6 separate regions of the Mus musculus genome follow, and all the other regions are linked to region 1. A link is a contact called in public HiChIP or PLAC-seq and Micro-C data. All regions are on one chromosome and are shown on one strand. Each heading gives the region's core, a stretch centred on a gene start, on an enhancer-like site or on the middle of the called end of the contact. The rest is flanking DNA. Distances are from core to core; before and after follow the strand shown.

Region 1 (4,407 bases), core at 709-3,208:
TTTTATAGCTGGGCTTTCAGTCTTTTCCCTAAATAAAAACATGAAAAGGCCGACTCGGATTTCTTTGTATCAAGAAAAGGCACGCTCAGAGTCCTGGCTGATTTTATTTAGAAACAATATTTTCCAGACAAATACAAAAAAAATTTTTTTTAATTTTTTTAAAAAAATCAACCTAATCTGGCTAAGCAGCTCAAAGCCACACAAAGCAGAACACGCGTTCTAAACTTAGCCTGCCTTCACTATGGAAAGCACATGTGGCCTTGAGCTTACCGGTCAGTCCCCCTTCTGCGGAGCTTACCAGTTTCTTTCTCAGAGACTTCAAAACTGAATCTGCAGCCCGCGGTCAGAATTATTCCCAAAACCTTGGTTTACAAGTGGTAAGACTGAGACTAGTACCTGTCATAAGCCTTTGGATTGAATCACTGTCTTAAAACGTGGCTAAAATTCTATCCTCCCCCCCCCACCCCCTCATGTTCTAGATCCATCTTTATAAAATCCTATCCTCCCCCACCCCTCATGTTCTAGATCCATCTTTATTAAATTAGAAGCAACCCACAGCTTCAGGATCCACCAGCTGTTTCCTACCTGTGATTTAGGTTGAATTCAGTAGTAGATAAAAAATGAACTGAATTTGGGGGAATTTGCTGTGGTCACAGGCCAACCTCAGTGGAACTTCACAAGACTGGTGGTGTCTACATAGGACCCACCACCTGCCTGTTCCCCCCTCTGCACACTTCAAAGCACTGTGACCCGGGGTCTTTACCTTTCCCACCAGCGGGCCCAGTCAAGCTCTGCTAATTTGAATTACAGGGTAGCTGGTATAAGAGAGCAAGACAAGACAGCGCACGGGGGGGGGGGGGGGGGGCTGCTTTCTGGCATCAAGGTGGGTAGGAAAGGAGAGCTTGGGTGTACATTAAATGACAGGACTTTCCCAGGTGCTTCGCGAGCTTCTGTCACGATTTGCTTCCCACTTTTATCCAGATAGGAACTGGTGGAGGGGAGCAGCGTGAGAGTGGACTCAGAACTGGCTCGAAACTTATACAAAGAAGTTCAAAGCCAGAAAGAATCCCAACAACTGATGGCAAAGGTCATCTTTCTCAAAACATCAAATGAGTGATTGGAAAGCACTTTGATAGCTGCGTGTGGTAGCGTGTAATCCCCCTACTCAGGGGCTGAGGCAGGAAGATCACAGAAAAATCCGATCTCATAAACAAGAGCACGTTATTAACCTTTTTGTCTTTAACCCGGTCTATACATATAAACTCCAAAGGCATCACTGTATCTTAAACAGCTTTAGCCAAGGGCGGTCAGAGCAAGGAAAGAATGAGAAGAGCCTAGGACGTGGTTTAGTTTGGGGGAGGGGGAACGGATCCCCCGGGGCGCTCCTAACCTGCTGCAGGTAGCCCGCAGAGGGGGGCAGGCTCACCTTACAAAGAAGAAATAAGAGTAGTCCTGGACCACCGTGTGGGAGTGGCAGGAGAAGTAGCCCAGACCAGTAAGGTTGAGCCGGGAGCCGGCGGGCACCTCCAACATACTGCCCCACGCCTGGTCACACAGCATCTCCACCTCGGCGGAGTAGAAGAGCCCTCCCTCTCCAGCTTGGTACTGCCACGGCAGGTAGTTGTAGAGGCCAGGCACCTCGGGGTGCAGCGCCAGCACCTTGGCATACACGATGGTCTCGGCTAGCTCGGCGCGGCAGCCTTCGCTCAAGGGTCTCCACTCCGACGGCAGCTGGCAGGCGCGCGCGGGCGCCGGGGAGGCGGCGAGGCAGAGCGCGGCGAGCAGCAGCGGGAGCGGCATGCCGGCGGCTACGCTCTAGCCCGGGCGCATGGCCCGCCCGGGTGCCCGGGACGGCGGGGAGCCGGGGAGCCCGCAGCGCCTGCCCGAGAACCGCGGACGGGGCGCTCGGCTCGCCTGCACGCGCTCCGGAGAGCTGGGTGCACGGCTAGCTCTTCGGCCTGGATCACCATGACCGGGCCTTCGCCCCGCCACGCTTAAAAAGGGTCCAGAGGACGCGACGGGACGGGCGGAGATTGGGGCGTGGACCGCGGCAGGGGCGGGGAGTCCGTCAACCCCGCAACCGGCCCGTGCAGAACTCCCGGGAGGAAGGGACGAACCCCTGCGCCCTGGGACTCCAGGGTGACTAGAGGAGATGTGCGTACAACGCCTTGACCACCAGACCTAACTGGTTTGTAGCACCCAACTATGGGCTAGGTCAGAGCTTGCCAGTAGAGTTTTTCCCTAGGCAGGTGTTCCTACTATTGCTCTCAGTTTGTACAGTGGAGTGCTCTGCAGGAGTCTTAAGTTTTCAATGCAAGTGACTTAGAATCAAAGCACATAGAAATCAAATCTGAGTTTATCTTCCCAGAACTTCGTGTAGAATAATATTTTCTCTCCTTCCCTTTCTCCTCTCTTTCTCTGCCCCTCCCTTCCTCTATTCCCTTTCCCTCTTATCTCCTCATCCCCTCCTCCTCTCTTGTCTGTTCCCCCTCTCCTCCTTCCCCTTTCCTCTCCTCCCCCTCCCCTTCACCCTCCCCTCCTCTCCTCATCCCCTTTCCCTCTCATCTCTCTCTATCATGTACACACACACACACACACACACATTGAGTTTTCTGTAATAATAATGTCAAAAGAATCCCTATAAAGATTTGAAAATCCATTGTTCACGGCTTATTTATTTATTTATTTATTTAAGCTTAACTGCTTTATACAGCCCCAAATTCAGAAAGTTCTATACCTGGGAAGCAACTTCACCCATAAATTCAAAAAAGCTTTTCACTAGTTAGTGGGTAAAATAGAAGAGACCAAAACCCTCAAAAGTGCCCAGCCTCCATTGCCTTTACTATTCTTGGTGTAATGAGAATCAATCACAAGAAGGCTGGGGGTGTGGCTCCATTACCAGTGTGCTGGCTGGCATCCATCACCCCCTGGACTTGATCCCTAGCACCTCACCAGAGGGGCACAGTGGCAAACACCCGGTACTGGGAGATGAAGGCAGGAGGATCAACATTCAGGGCTGTTCTCACCTACACAGGGAGGCTTCACAGGGAATTTGAGTCCAGCATGGGCTAAAGAAACTGTCTCCAAAAAAAGGAAAGAAGGAAAGAAAGAAAGAAAGAAAGAAAGAAAGAAAGAAAGAAAGAAAGAAAGAAAGAAAGACAGAAAGAGAGAGAGAGAGAGAGAGAGAGAGAGAGAGAGAGAGAGAGAGGAAGGGAGGGAGCAAGGAAGAAAGGAAGGAGAGAGAGAGAGAATACCTGTGTGTAAGTGTATTAATTATATGTTATGGGTGTTAGCCATATATCATTATCATAATATACATAATGTATTTAATGCATTTTCAGCAGATTTTTAAGCAAAGTTGCCCTTAGAAGATTGTTTGGAAGCTTCTCATTGGGGTTTGCAGGATTGGGATCCGGAGTTGTTCCAGGACCTGGAGAGAAGAGCCGTCCTAGGATGAGGTGAAGAGAATATACAGGTGTGGGAAGGAAGTGTGAAGGCTGGCCTCACCTCGCCGCAGTCTTCCAGGGTGTCCTGAAACTATGGTTGGATGGTTCTTTTTGTGATCACTTGGGATGGCTGCAGGTGTTGACAGGCAGCTCTTACAAATCCCAAACTACGCAAAGGGGGCTTAGAAGGAAGGTGGGTTGGAAGAAACCCGAGGGAGGGTGTGGGGCAGTTTTAGACAGTAAAAGAGACTTCAGGCAGCATTATGTAGTTGTCAGTTTTGGAGAGCCTCAGACATCATGAGGGTCACATGAGCTTAGACTATTGTCCCTGAGCCAATCAGGCTTAATTGTCACAAACCTCATAGAAGCCCTGAAACAGAAGCAAGTGTGAGAAAGAGGCCCTTCATGGGCCATAGATTTCCATGTGTCAAGTACTCTGCCTGCGACCTCGACCAATTTCTATCTTGATGGTGGTAGGAGGTGGGCAGGGATTCGGTCTTGCGACGTCGTGGCCCCTTAATGCTTCCGCGCAAGAATCTCAAGTGTGCACCGCTGTGCTCAGTGACGCCTAAATTATGTAGAAAAATGTCTTAGTTATAGGCAAAAATAAATCCAGGGGACAGCAGTGCCAAGGATGTGGATGACAAATGGCTCTCTGCAGTTACCTGCCATGGGAAATACCAGACTTTCACACAATGAGTAGTGACGCAACATCAGGCCAAACATCAGAGGCCACTTATCAGCACAGCCTCATTGTCTCTCACTGGACATTTAAGCTATGAACTCTCGAAAGGTTACTGTATGAACCTGCTCTGACTGTCATGATGAAATACTACAGGCTGGAGGCTTACAGGGCAGAGATTTATTTCTTCCAGTTCTGGAAACTAAAAGTTCAGTATTCAGAAGCCAAGACTAGAGTCTCTGAAGACCTTTGTCCCTGAAGTGTGTGTAAATAGCCATT
Region 2 (4,407 bases), core at 1,019-3,518, 220 kb before region 1:
CTTTAGGGGCGCAGGACTAGGAGTCGCTGCTTCTTTTGCTCCCAGAATGCTCCTTCTTCCCCTGGAAGGGGTGTAAGCAGGTAGCTGATGATGTCAGCACTGTGCTGTGTGCAACCCGTCTTTCAGGACATGGTAGGATGTTACTGAGAGCCAGGAGAGAGGGCCTTGCATCACAGCAAACTAACCTGCAAGGGTCTCTGATTGACTGGGAATCCTGTCCCCCTAGCCAAGAACCAATGACAGTCTGAGAGCTGACACCTTCTTAGGTTCCCTCAAGACTGATCTTTTAAGGAGACAAAATACTAGTGAAGGAAAAGAATAACATTGAAGACTGACTTGTGCTAAATGCTCTACAGCCTCCATCCCCAGCCTGTGTCTTAAGTCCTGCCATTTTAATTGACATCTATTGATAAAGACATTGTCTATGTTTAAAGATCAAAGTTGTTCTTAATTGTGAGATTTGATGAAACTCCCATTAGTAAGACAGCTTTAAATGGACCTGTTATTCAATTGTTTGGGTTCTTTTGTTGTTGTTATTTGGTTTGTTTGTTTGTTGCTTGCATTCAATCCCAGGCATCAAGTCCAAGGCTTCTTGTGTGTTAAGCAAACCCTCTACCACTGGGCTGCATTCCCATGCCTCTTTTTATTTTTTATTCAGAGAGACATGCTTTCCCAAGTAGCTAGGATGAGAGACCTACAGCCCAGGCTTGCTTTACAGTCTGTAAGTTGCTTCTGTTTTGTTTTCTAGCCGGAGAATCTCTTATACTACAGTCAAGACGAGGAGTCCAAAATAATGATCAGTGACTTTGGCTTGTCGAAAATGGAGGGCAAAGGAGATGTGATGTCCACGGCCTGCGGGACCCCAGGCTATGTTGGTAAGGATAATGAGTATGTGAGCGTGTTTGTGTGTATCGATGAAGCTGGGTTGTCTCCATGTCAACTTCATCTTCCTTCTGAAGCATTGGAGCTTGGCACAATCACAGAGGCCTGCCTTTCTCTTGAAGGAAGGATACAAATATTGAGAGACCCCTCCACAGTACGTTATCAGTGAAGCAATTTCCCTAAAACCTTTTAGCAGTTGGGTGGAAATCCTGTTTGAATTGGTTGTGGGCCCAACTGGAGTCTAAGAGCAAAATGGGATGGATTCCCAGGTTCTAATAACAGAATTAGGTTATGTGTCTATTTTTGGATGGTTTACAGTAAAGCACCAAGCATTGATAAGGTGTGGGACTCAATAAAACATGATAAATGTTGAGATTGCTGCAGCCAGAGAGGAAACACTGGTACAAGGAGTACAGAAGAATCCATGAGTAAGTCGCCCCCTCACGTCAGCTGACCTGGGTCTGTGTGGACAGAGTCAGGGGTTGTGACAGCTTTTCCTAAAATCACAAGTGTACCTTCTTTCTGTCACCCATGTAAAATGCAGCGATGGCTGCTGACAGTGTGAACAGTTTGGTGCTGAGATTCATCTTCTGGTTTCTGGAGACAGCCCACCAGAACTGTGTTAGCATTCTGTTGCAATAACAAATACCGGAGAGAAATCAGCTTATGAATAAGAAAGGTTAATTTTGCTTGGTGGATTTTTTTTTCCTTTTGGAGGTTTCAGACTGTGATTTATTGGCCCTGTAGCTTTTAGGCTTGCAACAAAAAATCACATCATGGCCACAGCACTTGGTAAAACCATTCACCCTGTGGCTGGGACCGGAAGCAGAAAAGAAGAGTAAAGGATGGGGTATTAGCACCTTCAAAGGTCTAGTCGCACTGACCAGGAAAACTCACAACAGGCCCTACCTCAGTGGTCTGCCATCTCCCAAAAGTACTACATGCTGAGAACCAAGCCTTCAGGGAGCACTTTCCCAGACAACTGTTCACCTCAGTGGATTCAGTCACTTATCAAATATGTACTCAGTACCTACTGTGTCCCCAGCACAGGAAGGAAGAAAAGGAAGGAGGGAAGAGGGAAGGGAGGGGGGAGAGGGAACACTGTGTAAGCCTCCCTAAGGAAGGATGAATTAGTATTAACAGCCTCCACTATTCCCATGAGTCTTTAGGTACAACTAGGAAACCTTCCCAACAGGCCTGGGAGATCCAGTCTGAGACTAAATGGGTCTAGAGACTGCAGAGCACTGTGGGAGTTCTGTGTCCTTGGAGGCACTCCATGGTGTCTCAGGTCTTTGCATAATTACATTGTCATACATTGGTATGTCATACATTGGTATGCCACCACTGTTTCATTTCCCAAGTTTCTCAGAGGAGGGAAGCCGAGAGCCGCCAGACAGGAACTACGAGTGAAATGAAGAAGGGAAAGAGCTGAGAGGTTTAGTAGGATGGGATCCTGACTGAGAGGGTGTGGCAGAGAGAACCGCTAGGGGCTGCCCCGGGTGGGACCCATGGCCCTGGGGTGTGAGTCATTAAATGTCCGAGTCGTTAAGATGACCATAGAGACTCAAGAGAGGGACAGATGGGCCCGCCAGCTGTCTTATGATAATATGGTGAGGCATAGATGGGTGGGACTGTGGAATGTGGAGAAGGTAGAGAGGCAGTTGAGTGAGTGACAAGTGCATGCGCAGCTGGTGCGAAGATGTGTGGGTGTGCGGTGTACGGATGCAGTTTCTCCCTTGTGCTGTCTGTGCAGGCAGCAGGGGGTGAACGAGAAGGTGCACCCTTGGCATCTTTGAAAAACAAGGGACTCAGCAAACAAAGAGTCTGTTGCACCCACCATGAGTCACGGGTATCAAAAGTGAGGGGTGCTAGCTTGTGTTGTGAGATTCAGTCTCTTGGTCAGGACGCCCCAGGTGGTGAGCCATATTCTCCAGGCTCCATCACTCTGGACCATTTTTTGCTTTCGGGCTTCGAGCTGAGGTTTTCCTGCTCTAACAGAATATTCTTACCTATGCACCTCGCTGATCTCATTTTAATTCTGAGACAGGAAAGCTCTAAAGCTTTCTAGATTGACTCTTGGCTCCCCTATGTGGATGGCAGTGTCCCCATTGCTAGGTGGCCGCCATCTGCAGGCTTTGTTTTGGTTTCTTGCTTTGGTCAGAACGGATGGACTTAGGGACAGTGTTGAAAGCGACTCCTTAAAGGGCAGGTAAGCAAGTACTTGTGAGATTTGGTTGCCAAACCCTGAGTTCTCTTAGAGCAATAGTAACGCAGCTACTGGTTTTGCTCACATCTACCGAGCACCCAGAGTGAAAGAGGGCACCTGTCTCTGGGGTCTTTGAGCAGTCATCAGCCAACGTGGGTCTTTTTCTACCCCCAAGTCTTTGTGCCAATTTCCTTTGCATCCATCAAAGCCCAGATGAACCCTCACCTCTTCTGGTTACCATCCTGCCTCTTCTCCTTCAACATCGGAATCCTTCTCCCCCTGTTTTCAGTGCATGGTTCCTCATCAGATTGAACCGGGGCCCATGTCTGCTTCGTCTCTTCACCACACTGTGGCTTTGGCACCTACAAGGGCTGTATCTTACTCATCTTTATACAGACACATGCCGAATTGCACACAAAGCACAAGGCTCGTGACACTTTTAAGACGTCTTCTCTTTTCACTCATTCCTTCAGCACACATTTATTGAATTCTCTCCTAAGAGTTGTTTGGTGTTCAGACATCTGACGACCTGACAGAAGGTGGAGCTCAGGCAAAGACAAGGAGAGTTACCAGTGCTGCATAAGCATGGACTCCTTGAGGCTGCTGCCTGCAGCATCTATGAGAAGGACCCAGACTCCTTTAGCTTGGAGAACAAGCTGCTACAAGTGAGTTCTTTTTGGTAATAATAATGAGGAAAAATAATCGATTCATCTGGTAGCAATGCTGCTCAGAGGTACAAGGTGTCTGTCAATATAAACCTAAATGTGGAATCCATTTAATTAAGTCTAGGGTTCTGTTCTCCTTGATGCCACCAAGAGGCAAAGTCACAACTAAGAAGTTTAGTCAGAGTGTCTGATCTATGGAATTAATTAAAATGTCCAAATGGGTCCCCTAAAGTCACAGAGTATGTGACAGGAAGCATTTTCTCAATCATGTAACTGATAATGAAGAGAGGTGACAACAGAGGTATTTAGTACAGGAGAGCCTGGGACTCTGTGTGTTTGTGTGTGTATGTGCTATATGTGTGCTGTGCTGTGTGTGTGCGCATATATGTGTGTGCTGTGTGGGAGAGGGTAGTGTATATGTATGTGTGCTGTGTATGTTTGCTGTTGTGTGTAGTGTGTGTGTTATATGTGCTATGTGTCTGTGTGTGGTGTGCATATATATGTATGCTGTGGGGGGAGGGTGGTGTGTGTGTGGTGGTGTGTATATGTGCTATATGTGTGCTGTGCTGTGTGTGTGTGCATATATGTGTGTGCTGTGTGGGGGAAGGTAGTGTATATGTATGTGTGCTGTGTATGTGTGCTGTTTTTGTGTGT
Region 3 (4,407 bases), core at 565-3,064, 220 kb after region 1:
GTGAATTTCTCAGTTCGAGGCCAGCCTGGTCTACAGAGTGAGTTCCAGGACAGCCAGGGCTACACAGAGAAACCCTGTCTCGAAAAACAAAACAAAACAAAAAAAGTGTATACTTTAATCCCAGCACTTAAGAGGCAGAGGTGGTGGTCTCTGTGAGTTCTAAGCCAATCCAGTCTATAATAGCAAATTCCAGCTCGCCAGAGATGCGTGATAAGATTCTGTCTCAAAAATCAAGCAACCAATAAGATCCAAAGAGTAGTGAAGAGACTGCATCAATTTCAGTCCAAATACATCTAGTACCAGTATATCCAAGGTTCTCAAAATGTAGCAAACATCCAACTGCCAAGAAAAAACCAGACTGTGATATTCCATCCCTACATGGCCTGCAGGTCTAACCACTGCTTTAGTCCAATACACACTAATCAGGGTCTTTCCCCATTAGTTTCTCAGTGTAAAATGAAGTTACATTATTAGCCTGTAGAGTTTAAGCTTGAGGTAAGCCTGGCACACCGCTGCTTATAAACCAAAAGCCCCACAGGCAGAATAACAGGGAAGGCCAAATAAACAACTATTATGATCAGCCTCGGAGGTGGCAGGCACTGAAAACCCTAAACCATTCATTTTTAGCAATTTCTAGGGCGAGGGGCCAACAGTTTGATGCTTCCTCCCATCCCCCAAGAGTCTGAGTGTATGCATGTATGTGTTTGTGTGTGATGTGTGTGTACACACACGTGTTCGTGTGCATAACTGCTTCCAAGCCTTGGTTTAGTGTTTTGTTTTGCTTTTTAGACCGTCTGTCACTTTTGGCCAGGATGGCTGGCCATTAAGATCCTCAAGTCTGCCGGACGGACGGTGGTGGCACGAACCTTTAATCCCAGCACTTGGGAGGCAGAGGCAGGCGGATTTCTGAGTTCGAGGCCAGCCTGGTCTACAAAGTGAGTTCCAGGACAGCCAGGGCTATACAGAGAAACCCTGTCTCGAAAAACCAACCAACCAACCAACCAACCAACCAACCAACCAACCAACCAACCAACCCTCGAGTCTGCACCTGCACCTCCCAGGGGGATCACAAGCATTTATCACCAGGCACTCGCTTCTGAAGTCGCTTTCCGGGAACCAGTTCAGTCCTCAGGAGACTGGGGACACCTGGCCCCTGGAGTGGGAGCTTACACAGCTAGTGGGATGGTGACAGACAGAGGGCAGGTGGAGATGGGCAGCTAGCTACCTGCTGGACAGGGTCCTGAGCCTTCTCTTTTTGGCGACTGGCGCCTCCTCCTGACCTCTGAGAATCCCTGCCTCTGCCGGCCTTGGTCACAGGCAAGCACCTGTGGGCAACTGTCCTTGGTGTTTCTGGATGCAGAAGTCAACTCAAAAAATGGCAAGCCTCTTTGTGATGACGTCGTCACCTTTCGCTTTATGCTTCCCGCTTTACACCAGCAAGAAACCACGGTTTCTTGAAGGCTCAAAATGCTGCCTAGAGAAGTCCCACCAGAGAGCCCTTCCAGAAGACGAGGGCTCTCTGGGGATGCAGCCTCCACCCGGGAACCCTAGGGATGGAGACAGGGAAGAGATGGCGGCGCAGAGGCTCTCTTATGTCCTTGAAGCCACCACCAGGGCGGAGAGGCTCCTTCGAGCCTGTGAGCCCTTCCACAGCCCAAAGGATACAATCGTTGGGGCCGAGGGTCGGCCGAGGTGTCCCAGAAGGACCTGCAGCCGGGCGCCGGCGCGCGTAAGATTCATGGTGGGGGCCAGCAGACGAAACTGCTGCGCCCAGGTCACACTTAACTTACGGCAAGGCCCCGCCTCCTAGTAGAGGGTGGAGTTCTGTCCAAGGGCAGGACACAGCGCCACCTCCCCCAGGCTGGGGGTTGGGGAGCTGGGGATGAGGGAGCGAGCCTAGGCTGTCTGGAGTCCTTGCTCCCCGCCGCTGTGTCTTTGTTCTAATCTGCAAGGTCCGAAATTTTGCGACTGGGGTGATGCAAGCCGAGCAGCCCGAGGCCGTTAGGGATCTGAGCCACCCTTTTAACTTGGTAGTTTTAATCTATGAACAACTAATCTATGTGACTAGTTCTCCCACTAAAAATTAAAATCATCTGTGTTATTCAGAAGAGACATTAAATTTAGCGTGAATTCATCCTAAAATATTAGAAAGTTTGGCTGTTAGTTTTTAAGAAGAGCGATCCACACGGTCTAGGATAACTTACATTACATTTTTGTGTGTGGTGGTGGTAGTGGTGATGGGGTGTGGTGTGTGTGTGTGTGTGTGTGTGTGTGTGTGTGTGTATGTATGTATGTATGTTTGCATCCTTGTTTGTGGAGATCAGAGAAATAATCTTCAGGGAAGTTGAGTCTCTTTCCACCACCTGAGTTTTGGGGATCGAACTCTGATGGTCAGGTTTGTTCAGCAAGCTCCCTTAACCACTGTGTATCTCACCAGCCAGTATAACATGTAAAATTTCTTATGTAGCTAAAAACTGTTTTCTTTAATCCCAGCACTTGGGAGGCGGAGGCAGGGGGATTTCTGAGTTCGAGGCCAGCCTGGTCTACAAAGTGAGTTCCTGGACCACCAGGGCTACACAGAGAAACCCTGTCTCGAAAAAGCAAACCAAACCAAACCAAACCAAACCCAAAACAAAACAAAACTGTTTTCCTAAAGTCTTTGAAATTCAACCACTACACATAATCTCAATCTCTTTGTCTCTCGGTCTCTTAAGAGAGTTACTTCTAGATTGCTTCTAGTTACTCCATAAACATGTTATTGTTTCTTAAATGCTTTCATTAGATAATTTGGTGACAGTGCCATAGTCCAGGAGAGACAAGCAAGTAACCAGCTGGCTACTTCCTGTTTTCAGGTTGCAGAGATTTGCCCTTTGTGCCTTGACCTTTAGGACGAGATTCGCTTAGCTGAAGCTCCCAGGGCCGGCTTGGTCATTTGCTTATCTCCCAACCTCATCTGTCCAGCCTGAGCAACCTGGTGGAAGCCTGACCATGTCCTGAGAGACCGGCTTAATTAGCCCACAGTTTAAAAGCAGGACTGACTGCATTCCCCCCCCACCCCCCACTTGGGAAATAGGTGTGTTCTTACTGCCCTCACCTGGTGCAAAATGGGAACTGCAGGGAGAAGGAAGAAAACAAAACTGAAATTAGTCTGAATTTGGGTCACCTCAAGCAGAATTGAAAGATTAAGACCGTCATTCTGAGGATGACTGGTTTCCCTAAAAAACAGAGAGAATTATGGCTTTGGGGCCTGTCTTAGGGTTTCTATTGCCGCCATGACCATGACCAAAAAAGGAAGTTGGAGAGGAAAGGGTGCATTCGGCTTACATTTTTACTGATCTGTTCCTCATTAAAGGAAGTCAGGACAGGAACTCAAACAGGGCAAGATCCTGGAGGTGGGAGCTGAAGCAGAGAACATGACAGGTGCTGCTTAACTGGGCTCGTTCTCCATAGCTTGTTCAGCCTCTGCTTTCTTCTAGAACCTAGGACCACCAACCCAGGCCACCAGCCCAGGGATAGCACCACCCACCATGCCCTGGGCCTTCCCCATCAATCACTAGTTAAGAAAATGCCTAACATCTGGACCTTCTTGAGGCGTTTTCTCCTTGAGATTCCCTCCTGTCAGCTAACTTTAATCTGTCTTAAACTGACATAAGACCAGCACAGGATGAGAGATTGTGGCACTCAAGATAGAATTTCCTCCTGGCTCTGTGTGTAACGTTTCCTAACCTGTATTTTTGTTTGTTTGTTTGTTTGTCTTGTGGTAACTGAGCTTAGAACCCAGAATCCCCCATAAGAGGCAAGCACACTAACAGTAAGCTATCACACACAATAAAACAAAAATAAAAATAATAAGCAGATAAAGCAAAGGAAATGATTTCATAGCCAATCCTGAAAGAATGATAGATGATATCTGCAGTCCTAGATTCTCTCTCCTGATTTTCTCTAAAGCCCAGGTCATTTCTGAGCTCATCCTGCTAACGAGCTGCTCTTCGCAAGCGGCCACCATGTGCTCATCTAGGGGTTCTGTCTCACTGCATTCTATCCCATGCAATCCTCTGCGTGCGGCCATGTGGAGTAGGCCCGCAGTGGCTTCCTCTCCCTCCTTTTCTGACTGACCTTCCCTCTCCTGAGATCTGTAGTCAGTCCTTTTACATCTTCGTTCTGTGAAAACCAGCTTTCTCAGTCACCTCCTCCAGCCTCAGACTTTAAACTTCAGCCTTCAGGAGAAGATCTCAGATTTGTAACCCTATCTTGGAATGTTAAACTCCAGACTATGTGTCCAAAGACCTCTCTCTGTGTCTCTCTGTGTCTCTGTTTTTCTCTCTGCTTTTTTTTTTTTTTTTTTTTTTTCACTTTGCAACAGAGTTCCCTGGAACTCATTCTATAGATCAGGCTGGCCTTGAACTC
Region 4 (4,407 bases), core at 825-3,324, 180 kb before region 1:
AAGAATCTCACCCATCTAGATATATGGCTCTCGCTTGGGATTCTTCCAGGCTGCAGCATCCTCGGTTGGCACTGGAAGTTAATCACCTCCACACTGGATGTCTGCATCCCTTTGGGGACTAATTTTCATTGGCAGAATTTTCACCGCCTTCCCTAACTCGGTGTCACTGACCTTGGAAGGTCTTCTCAGTCCTCTTTGCTTGTGTTGAGCCTGTCCCTCAGCTAGCATGAGTTGTGTTTGGCTGGTCTAGAGTGGTCTCCAGGCCTCTTTGATAATTTTCTCGACTTCCTCAAGATGGTGTCCATGGAAGATTCAAAAAGTTGACCACAGATGGGTTAAGATGCTCAGAGTGGTTGTCCTCCCTACTTCTCCAAGTCCTGGTCTTCAGTCTAGCTGTGCAGAACCTTCAGGACTGTGTTTCCCTTTGCCCTCTCCGCCCCGAATCTTTCCCTGATCCCTGCTTACCCATTCTCAACTCTCAAGTCATTGAGGACATTTACCAGTGTGTTCTAGCCAGGAGCACATGCCTTCAGTCTCTGCACATGGCTTTACTGTGTGAGCCTTCCCTACGTTCTCCCACCTGCTCTTTTCTCAGGGTAGAGGAGTAGTGTGGGGGGAATGCATGTGCTCAAACAGATGCTTACAGAATTGAGATGCATATTCATGAGCCTCATTGACCCTCTAATCTAAACCAGGATTATATATGTGCAACCCTGTTTTGTTCACTAATGGGCACTGGTAATAAGTACAAAAGGTTTGTTTGCTTTCGAAAGAGCTTTGTTTTATTTAATTATTGTGAAAGTCAATCATATCTATGATAGGATGACTAGAACTCATATTCCTTAACACCCCCCACTGCCCCCTTCATTCAATAAAGCTTGCTAAATTTCTGCCAAAGGTCAGTCAAGACAGAAAGACTTGTAGTGGTTCCTGGTACCAGCAGGACTTAGAGTCCAAAGGATGCTCATCCTTGGTTGAAGCCGCTGCTGCTTTTTAGAGACACACTGAGCCTGGGGTAGCCTTATGTGGCCTAGCTGCTTTGCAGATAAATGGGGGGGGGGGGGGGTGTTGTAGTTTCAGTCATTTCTGTACAATACTTTTTATTCTTTCTTTGATATTTGCCTACATGTATGCAATCTATTCTGATTATATTTACATCTGGATGCACTCTCAGCCCATCCCCCTCCCACCTTCACATCCTCTTCCATTTCTGAAGGAAATAAACCACCGATTCCAACTAGTGCTACCCATATGTGCATCGCTCTGGGGCCAACCAGGGGAGCCTGGGCAACCTGCCTATGGCCATGCTGCTATAGAAAGAGTATGCCCCTTCTCCCAGTAGCCATTAACCCCTGACAGGACAGCTCTTCAGCTGTCATTGCCGCTTTGGGAGCCCCCCCCCCACTTCTGTGCTGGAATTTGACTGACTTGGTTTTGTGTAAGTAACCACAGCCACCATGAGTTCAAAGGTGTGCCGGCCATCTAAAGGTCAGAGACAGACTTTCACAGTGCTCCTCCCTGGCCTCTGGCTCCCACATTCTCTCTGCCCTCTCTTGCGTGGCATTCCCTGTTGGCTCAGATTTAGGGGTTACCAATATCAAGTGAATCCACTGCTTTTGCCTCTTGTCAGATGGTGAAAGAACCCACTCATGTCATGGCCAGAAAACAAAAGGAAGGAGAGGAAAACAGGCTCCCACACAACCGACTCAAGGACAGGATTAGAGACCTGCCACTCAAAGTTCCGGCCCCTGCCCAGAAGCCCCTCCCTGAAGCAGCTATGAGTACATGCACCCAGCTCCAGCACCTTGCCAACAATCACTCTGAAGGCAAAGTTGGACTGTCACAGAGAAGCACGAAGTTTTCCCATGGAAACAATTCTCTCCTCAGAGCCTTTCCACATGGGCTAGACCAGAGCAGAAAAGTCTTGGTTGTCAGTCAGTTGCTACGCCTTTTTTTTTCAGCCTCTTAGAAACACGTTTCCATGTACTTAGAAAACTCACTGGGCCTACCACCCTGGTCCCAAGTACTTTGTCCAGAGAGCATGCCAGAACTTCTGCCTCATCCCACCAGAGTCCACAAGGTCCTGTTATGGGAAACTTCGTCTTCATTGTGTTGCTTTACAGCTCTTCATAGGAGTATCACACTGAACTCTGACGGTATGACATGATTATATTGGAATTTGGATCGATATACACAGAGATCCATTTTTTCACAATCCTGTTCTCCCAGACAGGTTGATAATGTCCGTAGCCACCTCCCTCAATCTTTCCTTAAGATAAAGAACAAAAGTCAATTTACTTTATAAATACAGGGACCTGCAAATTCTTCCTTCTTTCTCTCTCCTCCCCTCCCCTCCCCTTCCCCTCCCCCTCCCTCCTCTTCCTTCCCTTCTTTCTTTCTTTCTGGGTTAAAAAATGGGGTCCCACATCTGCTCAGGGCTAGGGCCGCTGGGCAAGGTGGACACAGGGAGTTTTGACTGGGCGCACCCCCACGGCAACCGCTGGGTGGGTGTCAGGCTGTGAGAAGCTGCAGAACCCCCGTTCCAGGGATGGGAAAAGGCCTGGGGTACCCACAGAACTGCCAGAGTCTGGGTCAGACTCGGGTACCACAGATGCCGCTGGGTACCGCGGAAGAGCCGGTGTTCTGGGGTCCCTGGGCCGCATGGAACCCAGGGACGTCAGGTTCTCAGTCCTGGACACACCGCTGGATGTCTCCGAAGAGCTGAGAACGGGGGGGGGGGGGCGGGGGGGGGGAGGCAAAGGGAAAAGGGCAGGAAGGAGAGAGCTCCAGCCAGTTACCATGGGGACAAGAGTCCTTAGCTGGTTCAGCAGGTAGGTTGGCTTGGTGGAAGCTTGGAGGCCTTCTGGCAGAACTACAGAGAGGGACCATAATCCATGGAACATATTGTCAGACACTAGGCATATAGGAGCTTGGGTGATATTGTCTGACAGTTCCCCATGTTCGTTCCGGTTGCCTTGGAGAAGATCGTTTATATTCTATTTACCATTAGGGTGCTTTACCACAAAAATGAAAGTAAGTAAAAAGATTATTGTGCTCAGAAAAACATAGTTGAAATTGTCTTTTCTGTACAATTTTACTCATTTTTAAATGTTCAACCCGGGCTGGTGAGATGGCTCAGTGGGTAAGAGCACCCGACTGCTCTTCCGAAGGTCCGGAGTTCAAATCCCAGCAACCACATGGTGGCTCACAACCATCCATAACAAGATCTGACTCCCTCTTCTTACATTAAATAAATAAATAAATAAATCTTTTTAAAAAAAATGTTCAACCCTATTTGGGTTGGGGTGCTAGGATCAAACCCAGGGAACTCATTCATGCTAGATGCAAGTAGTCTACCATTGTCCTACACCCCTAGTGATGTCTTATGACTATTAAAGTGTGTGTTATGACAATGTGCATGAGTGTGTATACTTGCACATGTACATACATGCATAAATGTTTTAATGAAGCATTTTCTGTTTATCAGAGCACAATTGAGGGATGTTGAGTACTAATACAGGACATCAAAGAGCCATTGCACACTACTATAATCACAGCCCTGGGCAGGTTGAGGTGGAAAGATCGTGAGTTCAAGGCCACGGTGAGAGTCTTTCCCCCAGCCCTACAGAAACACCATTTATGTCATAGAATCTGTTGCCCAGGAACTTATCAGCAAAGTATTTCTTGAGAAGACCCAAAAAAGAGATGAGATTTGAGCTGGCTCTTAAAGAATGGAACTTGTTTAGAGAGGAGTGAGCAGGGTAATAAGGATGGTAGTCTGAGAAAGGTGAAGACGTCTGAGGAGCCATTCCTCCAACAAGCTTTTGCTAAAGTTTATACCAGGCTGTACAGGATCACAAAACAGAGCATGGTAGTATTGGTGCCTTTGGGGAACACAGAGTCTAGCCAGAGATGGTGAGTCCTAGATACAAACTAAGACAGGAACTACAACAGAAGAGCCTGGAAGCTGAAGAGCATAAAGGAGAGATGTAGTACTTTGCATGGTATTGGGGGTGGAGACAGGAAAGCATCACTAGGCAAGGGACACACACATAGAGCTTTGCAACTGAGCAAGGCAGTCCTGAGGTCTGGAGAAAATAATAGCATTCCCAGCACAGAGAATAAGGCAGGGAAAAAAAATTCTAGATTAAGGTTGAAATGTAGCTTCTCTGGACCAGCTCTAAGTGAACTGTTCGTGTCTAGTTTTTATACTTTGACTTCATGATGAATTTAATGTTGACCATCTGTTCCTCTGCCCCCAACTACAATGTAATACCATATCAGTAGGCGTTCTGGCTATTTTCTTCTATGCCCAGGAATAGTTGATACTCAGCATTTGGTGGTGAGCAGAGGAGTGCCTGACCAATAGTCCTGTATCTTCTGACCCTCCCCCGCAGAGGAGCCTGT
Region 5 (4,407 bases), core at 1,307-3,806, 150 kb before region 1:
AAGCACACTTGAGATTCTGAGCTGCTGGCCCAATGTGGCTCTCGTCATGCAGAAGAGCCCAGCTGCTAACCCTCCAGTAAAAACCAGCTGTTCCCTCCGTAGACACAGGAAGCAAGCTGACCTCTGCGGTTACCTGGCTCTGGGTGCTTATCACCGTCCCTCCAGGGAGAACAAGAGCATGCAAGAGTTAGACCTTGCTAAGGACTTCCCAGAGGAGAGCCTGCTCCCTTGGCAGTGCTTCTGAGAGCAGCTATGTTTGTCTCACTCTCCAGCTTCTGGGATGCAGCTAAAAAGACAGTGGGTTACCAGCTGGACAGAGACTAGAACACCTGCAGAGCTAACAAGCTCTCAGATGGTGATGTTGCTGCTCCTCCCTGGACCCAACTGAGTAGCAGCAGATTCCAAGGAGTCTCTTCTGATAGTTCTCATGCCTGACCATGGAGCCAAGTCGTCGAGGGAGCTAGCCGAAAATTCTAATGCCCAAGCTATGAAAATCAGGCTCTCTGGTAATTTTCAAAGCAGCCCAATGGGACTATGGCTGACTAGTCATCACTTCAGCATGAGAGGCAAGACGGTATACAAGTCTAAACTATTGATGTGCATGTTTACCAGTCTTCCTCAGAGAGATTCAGGATACATTCCACCCAGGTGTTGCTTCAGCCTGTATAGAGTTGTGTGGTGGCGGAGGGTGGGGAAATAGATCCTGTCCTGATCAAGAGCAGGGTACTGCTCCAGGTCAAAGCTGTCAGGCTAATCTGAATAGAGGCAAGCCTATCCTCTAAACGCACACACAGAGGGTTTGTAACGTCTGAACGTTCTCACCATCAGGACCATTCTGTCTTCACCCCAACCTTGCATGGGAAGAAGAAAGTAATACTTCCGCCTCACGCATGAGGAGGCTGGGTCCAGGAGGAAGTGACATGCAAGGGCCAAGGAGTTAGATCTATCACACTGTCCTCCACAGAGGCCAGTGTCATGTCCCCAATACTACCCAACAGATTCAAAGGTGGCAGTAGAAACCCTAGAAGCCAAGGGAAAACTTGAAAGAAAAGCAAGTTTCTCCAAGGCCTCCTGTAGATACAATACAGCCCATGGGCCGCTTAAAGCACTGAGAGAAGACTGGAGTGTCTCTCCATGGTTCTCATTTCCTCTTGCAGTGGGTTTTCTAGCTCAACTCCCTGGCCACCCACAAGCCCAGCATTAGCAGATTAGAAACTTGTTCTTTATTCATCTCTCCCCTCTTCTCAGGTTGTTCCATTCATGACATTTTCTGACAGAGTGTCATAAAATAGACATAGAGTCCCAACTATTCATATCTAGACTATCATTCATGACTTCCTATACAGCAGGTGCTGCTCCAAGTACTAAAGATACAGCAATGAGCACTGTTGGCGTGCACTCAGACACACGCATACACATGTGCACACACATGCACACAGAAACACAAATGCACACAAAGAAAGAGACACACAAAGAAAGAGACACACTCATGTTCATGCACATGTGCACACAGACATACACTCATGTTGTCGTGCACAAATACACTCACTTGTCATGCACAAGTACACACACACACTTCTCTTGAGTTTCCAGTATGCCTTACCCGCTTTCATTTCAGACCTTTTATTCCTTCAGTATTTGTCAGAACATTTGGCACCAGTGGAAGAGCTAGATTTTCAAGTTCTCCATCCAGGACAAAGACTTCAGTCTGGGAAAGCTTTAAGCAAGCTCCCCAGTCTCCAGAGACATGGCTGTATGAAGCAACTTTCCAGCACTGGTGATCCCGTAAATCTTCCCCATTGTATCCCATACAGAAGCCCAAATCAGTGTGCGCTGGAGATTTCTGTTTAAATACTGTCTGGGATCACTGAGTGGCCAGACATTATCTAGTCCTGTTTCATCACCAGCCAAAATCTCCATGTTTCTCATGGTGCCTCCCCCCACCTCAGCCGCTGAAAGAGGGTCTTGGAGGCCAAGGGACTGCATAGTCCTGGTCCCTGAGGTGCCACCAGCAAACTCCATGATCCTGGATGGTTCATTTAAAGTGCATCAGTAAAATGCCTTGGGGTCCCAGTGTTCCTCGTGGATGTTTGCCTTTGCCTAGAGAGAAAATAAAAGGGAGGGGGGAGGTGTTCCCAAGTCAGGTGTAAGCTGTTCAAATCCTGAGTAATATGGGAAATTTCCAGTTGAACCTGCAAATTTCAGGGTTTGGATCCCAGCCCAGAGCAGGAGGGTAGGTTGTCTGAGTCACTGTGAAGTGCACATTTCCTGCTATTTCTTTCCAAGTCCATGTTAAAGTAACAAGCTCAAATGTGAACATTAACAATGATGACTCAGGCCCAGGGAATGTTGGTAGCATGACTCTGGTTTTAAATAACAGAAAAAACAGGGCTTTTCTTGTCTGTTTGTTGACAAAAAGTCAACAAGAGATCATTAATCTAGTTCACTGGTCTCTAAACAGTATTTTTTTTTTAACGTGTATGAGCGTTTTGCCTAGACATGTGCATGTATCACGTGTATGCCTGTGTACCCACAGAGGTTAGAAAAGGGCACTGGAGCCCATAGAACTGGGTGCCTCTGAAGGTTGTAAGCCACAGTGTAGGTGATAGGACCTAGCCCAGAGCCTCTGAAAGAGCAAAAAGTGTCTAAACAAGTTTGATAGATAATGCATCCTGATGGTAAAAATATTTTGAGCATGCTCTAAATAAATGGCTATTCATATATATGAATATTATAGAGGTGTACTACTCTGCTGATTAGCATATAAAACACACACAAAGTAAATTAAAATGACGAGATTGAGGGGAGAAAAATCACCCAGAGACAAAACTTTATTGTTTTTATTTTTGTACCAATTGGAGGGTTCTATTTTTTTATCCTTTTAATTTCAGTTGAAATGTTCATTATAAGTCTAAGTCTAATTATCTAAATTCTTTGTTTTAACTGAAAGGGCTGTGGTGTAAAAATATACAGACCTAAATGGGATGTGTTGTTGAGAGTGCTTGTAATTGGGGAGTCAACCCAACACTATCTGAACGTTTAAAAGACTGAAATTAGAACCACCACCACTGGTGTTTCCTTCTCTCCTGTGGTGGTTTGAATGAAAGTGACCCCCTATTCAAGCTCATAGGCTTGAATACTTTATCCTCGGTCAGTAGAACTGTTTGGGAAGGATTTGGAGGTGTGTCATCTGAGTAGGCTTGAGATTTTAAGACTTCTGCCACTCCCACGGGTTCTCTGGTTTGAGATGCAATGTCTCAGCCTTCGCACTTCCATCATGGACTCTAACCCTCAGGAACTATAAGCCTAATTACATGCATTCTTTTATAAGGCACCTTGGCCATGTGGCTTATCACAGCACTGGAAAAGTAACTCAGATACCTACCACCATCCTTTCCTGTGTCTCCCACTGAGGATGTCTCTAAGTTGTTACATAAATGTGCTGGCTAGTCTCACAAGCTAGAGTTATCTAAAAGGGGGAAACTGAGAAAATGTCTCAAGATCCAAACATAAGTCCTTTTCTTAGTTATTAATGGGGGAGGGCCCACCCCATTGTGGGTGGGTGGTCTGTGTTCTCTAAGAAAGCAGCCTGATCAAGCCAGTAAGTAGCATCCCTCTATGGCCTCTGCATCAGCGCCTGCCTCCAAGATCCTGCCCTGTTTGAATTCTTGTCCAATGTCCTTTAATGATGAACAGTGATGTGGAAGTGTAAGCCAAATTAACCCTTTCCTCCACAACTTGCTTTTTGGTCATGGTGTTTCTTCACAACACTAGAAACCCTAACTTAGTTAATAAACATCTATAATGCAATCAACATACAAACAGTCCCTCAGAAAGAACCTATTCACCAAATAGGTAAATATTGAGCCTAATGTCTCTATTTTAAACTTTAAATAAAAACTTAAATTTCTTAAAGTTCTCAATGGAATAGAAACCATCACATATAGACCAAGGGTTTTCTCTTGGCTAAATTACTCCAAAGAAGTTGGAATTTCCTTTTTTTTTTTTTTCCCCTCAGTTGGGGTTCTTTTAATATTTAAATACAAAAAGTGAGCACTGACTTCTTTTTTATACACATGCAGGTCTATGAGCCAAAATGTGCAGAGGAAATGTGTGCCTGATCTGTCCAGTCCCCATCTGGCTAAAGCTATTGCCAGCCCCCATTTTCTCAGGCACACGTAGGGATTCCTGGTGACTATTTTATACTACAGCTGTAATAGATTCTGTCTTTTTTTTTTTTTTTTTTTGCATGTCCTAGACAGTTCCTTTTTTTTCCCCCTCTGATCAAGGCCTGAGAGTTTATTAAAAGAGTGTGCTTATAAGGGGGAAGGCCCATCCCCCGCCAGCCCATTCTTGAGCCTGGAGCCAGCCCTTAGGCGATCTACAGGGTGTGTCTTCAGAATGTCT
Region 6 (4,407 bases), core at 1,258-3,757, 130 kb before region 1:
TTCCCATACACATTATTTATATGACACTTTCTATTTTAAAATTTTTTAAATTTGGATGCCAAAGAACTCCTTGCTGAGTGCCTTATAGTATCCTATAACTAGGCATACTCATGCCTAGGTAAGATGAAAGGATCCACTTATTGGCATATGGCATGATCCTGACCAGATATTTAATATGGGGAAGAGGGCACGTTTGTGTTTTGTCCACAGAATACTGCAGGAACTTGCTAGCTGCCAGAATGATTCGTGTGACATGCTGACCTGTGATCTTGCTGAGTTCCCTGACAATGGGATAGAAAAGCTGTGTTGGGTATATGTTCTTGACCCACCTTTGCTTGCCTATGTCCCAGATTAGACAAGTTAAGCTGCCTCGCTTCAAGCTTTTTAACCTTGTGGGACAGAGAACATATTGACTGTGGAAACTGATTAGAAAAATTAATCAAAAGGAGGAGTTATAATGACTCTTGTATTTCCTTTAGTGTGACCAGTTATGCTGACTCAATTATGGACTGTCTAGAAATAAATCCAATATTGGAGATTCTTATTATGAAGATAGCTAAAAATCTTTATTAGCCAGCAGAGTTAACTTGGAGCATAGCCTCCACAATTTACATGAGAAGTAACAGTTTTTCTGTTTATTCTTAAAGCCACCTCCCCCACTCCCGGAGGCCAGACTTGAGCCTGATCATTGCTAATTTGCAATTAGCTTTAATTTGAATTGAGTGCCTGGGACACAAAAAACCTTAATACTGTAGCTTTCAACTTTGAGTTTGTGTGTTCAAGTAGATGGTTACCTTCATACAGGCTTGCCCTCAGCAAAGTGCAGATGGCAGTAATTCATTGCTATGAAGAAATACATTGAGTGCATATTGTGGCTTTGGTCTGAATGGGAAAGGTGTACAATGAGGACCGGCAGCCAAAGACATGCCACTGGTCTATGGCTTTTATTTCAACCTAAGACAGAGGCATGTGCCAAAGGCTGTGTTTTTTCTTAATAAACACTAAAATGCCATGTTTGTGCAAATAAACACAACAAGCTGCATGTGTTCTCCAAGACAGGTCAAAAAAAGTCCAATTAGATTCAGTCCTAAGACAGGTGCAGTTACCAGCCACCATAATTCCCAGGCAGGACCATGGAGCATAGGTAAATTGTATGCCCCAGTCCAGCTATTTTTAATAAATAAAAAGGGAGGAACTGTGCCCTTCCCCTAGCCTTGAGCAGGCTGGCTCAGACCTGGCTTGCTACAGTTGCTAGCCCACCTAGGGTGGAGTCTTCTGACCTAGCTAAAGTCTTTTGTCTGCCACATCTGTGGTTTCTTCTAAGACACCACTACCCGCTGAGAGACTGAACCTATTCTCCTGACACTATCCTGTCAAAGCAAAGAGATCCTGGCATGGTGGGGAATGGGTCGTCCCCCCCCCCCCCCTTATAAGCTTAGACTCATAAGTAAACATTGGCCTTGATCAGAACTTTGTCTTGGCTCATTATTTCTCTCACAGCCTTCCCCATCCAAAACCCCATCTTTCCTTTCAGGAATCTAGTAACCCATGGTCGCTGGTGGCTACATATTCTAACACCAAAGACCCAGGGTGGCATGTATGCGTCTTCCACAGGAACAAGAGTGTTCATCAGCCCATGGCCATTTGCTGCCAGAACCATCAGGTGTAGAATAAAGGCAGGTGGCAGTGAGCTACGAAAAACACAGGAACCATGTGTTGTAGTCAATTATCTGGAGCTGAGCTATTGAACCAATAACACTTCAAAGTTCGTTCCAGCCAAATAAGAGCATTTATCAATTCTTTCTTCCATGGAAGGGAGTTAGAGAATCAGGGATCATGGGCACCACAGTGCCCCCTGCAGGGAGGAGGAAACTCTAGAAATGACCAGGCTCTCTACTGAAAGACCACCTGCCAATCTGACTCAAGAGATGGTTACATGCAGGTGTTGTGGGGTGAAGCATGTTCACTTCTGTGAGCTGTTGGTACACACCATACTAGCGTAGTGAAGGGAAATTTTTTTCTGTGATCTGTTCTTTTGCAGATCAAGAGTACTGGGAAGGATTTGTTCCAACTTCATCCTGCACAGACAAGGTTAAGATCCAAGAGCCACAGGGAACAGCCAGTGCTTTCTCTTTGGTCGACTAGGGCTCCTTCCACTCAATTTGACTGAGGGAGTCATCCTTCTGTGATTTGATGTCGATCTTTGGCCCCCCCACCACAAATGTGAAGAAGCTGAAAGAAATTTACACATTCTGATGTTTCAAACGTGTGGGGGAGGGGGGAGATCAGCCTGCTCTCTACAGGGGTCTCTCTTTACAGAAATCCCCTGCATCAGTGGTTCTTAACGGTCCTAATTCTGTGATCCTTTAATACCGGTCCACATGTTATGGTGACCTCCAACCATAAAATTATTTTATTACTACTTCCTAACTAAGTTTGCTACTGTTGTAAATCATAATGTAAACATTTGGAGATGGAGGTTTGCCAAATAGTTGTAACCCACAGGCTGGGAACCACTGCCCTACATAGTAGCAGAAAAAGCTCTGGGTCAGAGAAGCTGCAGAAGTCTGGTTAAAGCTGTGGGGGTTGCCCCAACACTTGCTTATAAATATGTACAGCCCTTTTTATTCCCAAGGGGGATGAAATGCTTTTGAAACTGTTTCTAAGGTAGCTGTAAATTCATGCCTGGTATCCTTAAGAACATCTTCCCAAGGACCCCACTGGCACTGACTTGCTTGGAATTGCTTTAGGAAGTGACTAGGGAAATGTCTCCATTTAGTATAAGCAACAACTTCCCCTTGCTTCCTCTTAACCAAGATCCTTGGTTATCTTAGCCTGACCTGCAGGGAGTAGCTAGAAAGGACATGGAAGCTAAGACTTCTTGGCTCCCAGCATTGCATCCTTGTGTCAGTATTGTGTTTTATAAAAAAGAATCAGGATATGTTTGGTAGAGGCATGGTATGGTGAGGTGGAAGGGGTGCCTTTGTAGGACCATGCTGAGACATCCCCCCCCCCCAGGTACCAGCAATATAGTATATATGGTATAGAATAGAGTTTATTTAGGGCATAGAAGGAGAGTTGAAGAGGGAGTCAAGATAGAGTTAAAGAGAGAGAGGAGCCGGGTGTGGTGGCTCACGCCTTTAATCCCAGCACTCGGGAGGCAGAGGCAGGTGGATTTCTGAGTTTGAGACCAGCCTGGTCTACAAAGTGAGTTCCAGGACAGCCAGAGCTACACAGAGAAACCCTGTCTCGAAAAACCAAAAAAAAAAAAAAAAAAAAAAAAAAACAAGAGAGAGAGAGAGAGAGAGAGAGAGAGGGGAGAGGCCAGTCAAGAACATTTGGAAGGGAGGGGAATAGGGAAGAGAAGGGACAGAGAATAAGAGAGTAAGAGGGTAAGAGTAAGAGAGTGAGGAGGGGGCAAACAGCCCCTTTTATAGTGACTCAGGCATACCTGACTGTTGCCAGGTAACTGTGGGGCAAAGCCTACAAGGAATGCTGACAGTCTGGACCAAGTCAACTCTTTTGGAAGTGCTGCAGACCCTCTGGGTCCCTTTGTCTGCATGGAACGGGTCTCTGGGTGCAGATGGGCAAGGAGTCGGCGAATGACAGGCAGACCAACACGCGAGATTGTGTAGAATCTGAATGTAATTTGTCAAATTGAGCATCAGACTTTTTATACAGAAGAAAATAGGGAAGTTAGGTGACACATTGGCAAGGTACAAATGAGGTTACCGGATGCTTAATGACTCTTACACAAAACAGAGGAATGTAAACACAAAGACTGGCAGGAACTGGGCAATAAAACAACTGAGACAAAGTCAGCTCTATCTAAGGTCAGCTATAGTCTTAGAAGCCAGGTGTGATATCTTTACACTCCTAGGGCAAGGGCTTTCACACCAAAGTCGTGGCTCTAATTAGGGAGTTCTGCTCTAGCTAACCACCTTATGAATAATGCAATATTCCAAAACCACAGCTCCATCTCCTTCCTAAACCATTGTAAATTCCTGTATATGGGAGCAACTTGACTTTTATTCTAAGTGATACTGAATGTCACTGAACAGGCAACATTCTTACTGAATTCCAAGCCCATGGTCAGCTCAGGGACTTTCTAGGACTTTGGAACACTGATGAAGGCTTAGCTATGTCAGAATTCAATCTTTTTTTTTTCCACTGTAGATGTACATATGGTTGTGAGCCATCATGTGGTTGCTGGGAATTGGGTCTCTGGTCCCCCATCAGATCTCTTTATAGATGGGTGTGAGCCACCATGTGGTTGCTGGGATTTGAACTCAGGACCTTCAGAACAGCAGTCAGTGCTCTTAACCGCTGAGCCATCTCTCCAGGCCCCCAGAATTCAATCTTAAAAGGCACTTATAATAAGATAATACTAAAAGAGAGCACGTGGAT

The links. A called contact is a pair of places that touch in the nucleus more often than the background predicts. HiChIP or PLAC-seq counts read pairs in DNA pulled down with a chosen protein or histone mark.
Region 2: a contact with region 1 is called in an HNF4G HiChIP or PLAC-seq map of pancreatic cancer cells. The contact joins the enhancer-like site here to the promoter of Ccdc3 in region 1. A contact is called at or near these places in 6 of 39 promoter capture datasets (HPC-7-derived erythroid cells, cranial neural crest, embryonic stem cells and 3 more), 1 of 15 datasets of contacts at CTCF or cohesin (the NIH/3T3 cell line), 3 of 115 datasets of contacts at active chromatin or transcription factors (embryonic stem cells, pancreatic cancer cells and stem cell-derived neural progenitor cells) and 1 of 9 other capture datasets (embryonic stem cells).
Region 3: a contact with region 1 is called in a Micro-C map of embryonic stem cells, with 2.9 times the contacts expected there. The contact joins the promoter of Phyh here to the promoter of Ccdc3 in region 1. A contact is called at or near these places in 1 of 39 promoter capture datasets (hippocampal neurons), 3 of 484 Hi-C or Micro-C datasets (all in embryonic stem cells) and 1 of 115 datasets of contacts at active chromatin or transcription factors (embryonic stem cells).
Region 4: an HNF4G HiChIP or PLAC-seq map of pancreatic cancer cells shows a contact between it and region 1. The contact joins the enhancer-like site here to the promoter of Ccdc3 in region 1. A contact is called at or near these places in 4 of 39 promoter capture datasets (the HPC-7 cell line, liver and stem cell-derived epiblast-like cells), 1 of 115 datasets of contacts at active chromatin or transcription factors (pancreatic cancer cells) and 1 of 9 other capture datasets (pancreatic islet).
Region 5: an HNF4G HiChIP or PLAC-seq map of pancreatic cancer cells shows a contact between it and region 1. The contact joins the enhancer-like site here to the promoter of Ccdc3 in region 1. A contact is called at or near these places in 8 of 39 promoter capture datasets (the 3T3-L1 cell line, 3T3-L1-derived adipocytes, the HPC-7 cell line and 4 more), 1 of 15 datasets of contacts at CTCF or cohesin (the NIH/3T3 cell line), 2 of 484 Hi-C or Micro-C datasets (liver and neural progenitor cells) and 2 of 115 datasets of contacts at active chromatin or transcription factors (fibro-adipogenic progenitors and pancreatic cancer cells).
Region 6: an HNF4G HiChIP or PLAC-seq map of pancreatic cancer cells shows a contact between it and region 1. The contact joins the enhancer-like site here to the promoter of Ccdc3 in region 1. A contact is called at or near these places in 6 of 39 promoter capture datasets (the HPC-7 cell line, cranial neural crest, embryonic stem cells and 3 more), 1 of 484 Hi-C or Micro-C datasets (uterus), 1 of 115 datasets of contacts at active chromatin or transcription factors (pancreatic cancer cells) and 2 of 9 other capture datasets (adipose tissue and pancreatic islet).

What each region holds. Positions count from the first base shown.
Region 1 is chr2:5,135,327-5,139,733 of GRCm38.p6, reverse strand. Ccdc3 (coiled-coil domain containing 3) reads right to left here and starts at 1,958. Exons shown (of 3, transcript NM_028804.1): 1 at 1,427-1,958. The coding sequence starts at 1,800.
Region 2 is chr2:5,351,137-5,355,543 of GRCm38.p6, reverse strand. Camk1d (calcium/calmodulin-dependent protein kinase ID) reads left to right here. Exons shown (of 11, transcript NM_177343.4): 5 at 749-875. Among named protein-coding and RNA genes, the nearest start is that of Gm36906, 38 kb to the right of the region's middle. Within about 2 kb of position 2,268, at least 10 of the 459 cell types and tissues checked have an H3K27ac peak or open chromatin away from gene starts, as enhancers often do. A contact at or near this core is called in pancreatic cancer cells, where this site is marked.
Region 3 is chr2:4,916,403-4,920,809 of GRCm38.p6, reverse strand. Phyh (phytanoyl-CoA hydroxylase) reads right to left here and starts at 1,814. Exons shown (of 9, transcript NM_010726.2): 1 at 1,666-1,814. The coding sequence starts at 1,740. Gm46728 (a long non-coding RNA gene) reads left to right here and starts at 4,354. Exons shown (of 3, transcript XR_001783222.2): 1 at 4,354-4,407.
Region 4 is chr2:5,319,233-5,323,639 of GRCm38.p6, reverse strand. The region is part of intron 6 of Camk1d (calcium/calmodulin-dependent protein kinase ID); the gene reads left to right. Among named protein-coding and RNA genes, the nearest start is that of Gm36906, 6.4 kb to the right of the region's middle. Within about 2 kb of position 2,074, at least 5 of the 459 cell types and tissues checked have an H3K27ac peak or open chromatin away from gene starts, as enhancers often do. A contact at or near this core is called in pancreatic cancer cells, where this site is marked.
Region 5 is chr2:5,284,515-5,288,921 of GRCm38.p6, reverse strand. No RefSeq gene overlaps it. Among named protein-coding and RNA genes, the nearest start is that of Gm23118, 27 kb to the right of the region's middle. Within about 2 kb of position 2,556, at least 92 of the 459 cell types and tissues checked have an H3K27ac peak or open chromatin away from gene starts, as enhancers often do. A contact at or near this core is called in 3T3-L1-derived adipocytes, neural progenitor cells and pancreatic cancer cells, where this site is marked.
Region 6 is chr2:5,266,266-5,270,672 of GRCm38.p6, reverse strand. No RefSeq gene overlaps it. Among named protein-coding and RNA genes, the nearest start is that of Gm23118, 8.4 kb to the right of the region's middle. Within about 2 kb of position 2,507, at least 7 of the 459 cell types and tissues checked have an H3K27ac peak or open chromatin away from gene starts, as enhancers often do. A contact at or near this core is called in pancreatic cancer cells, where this site is marked.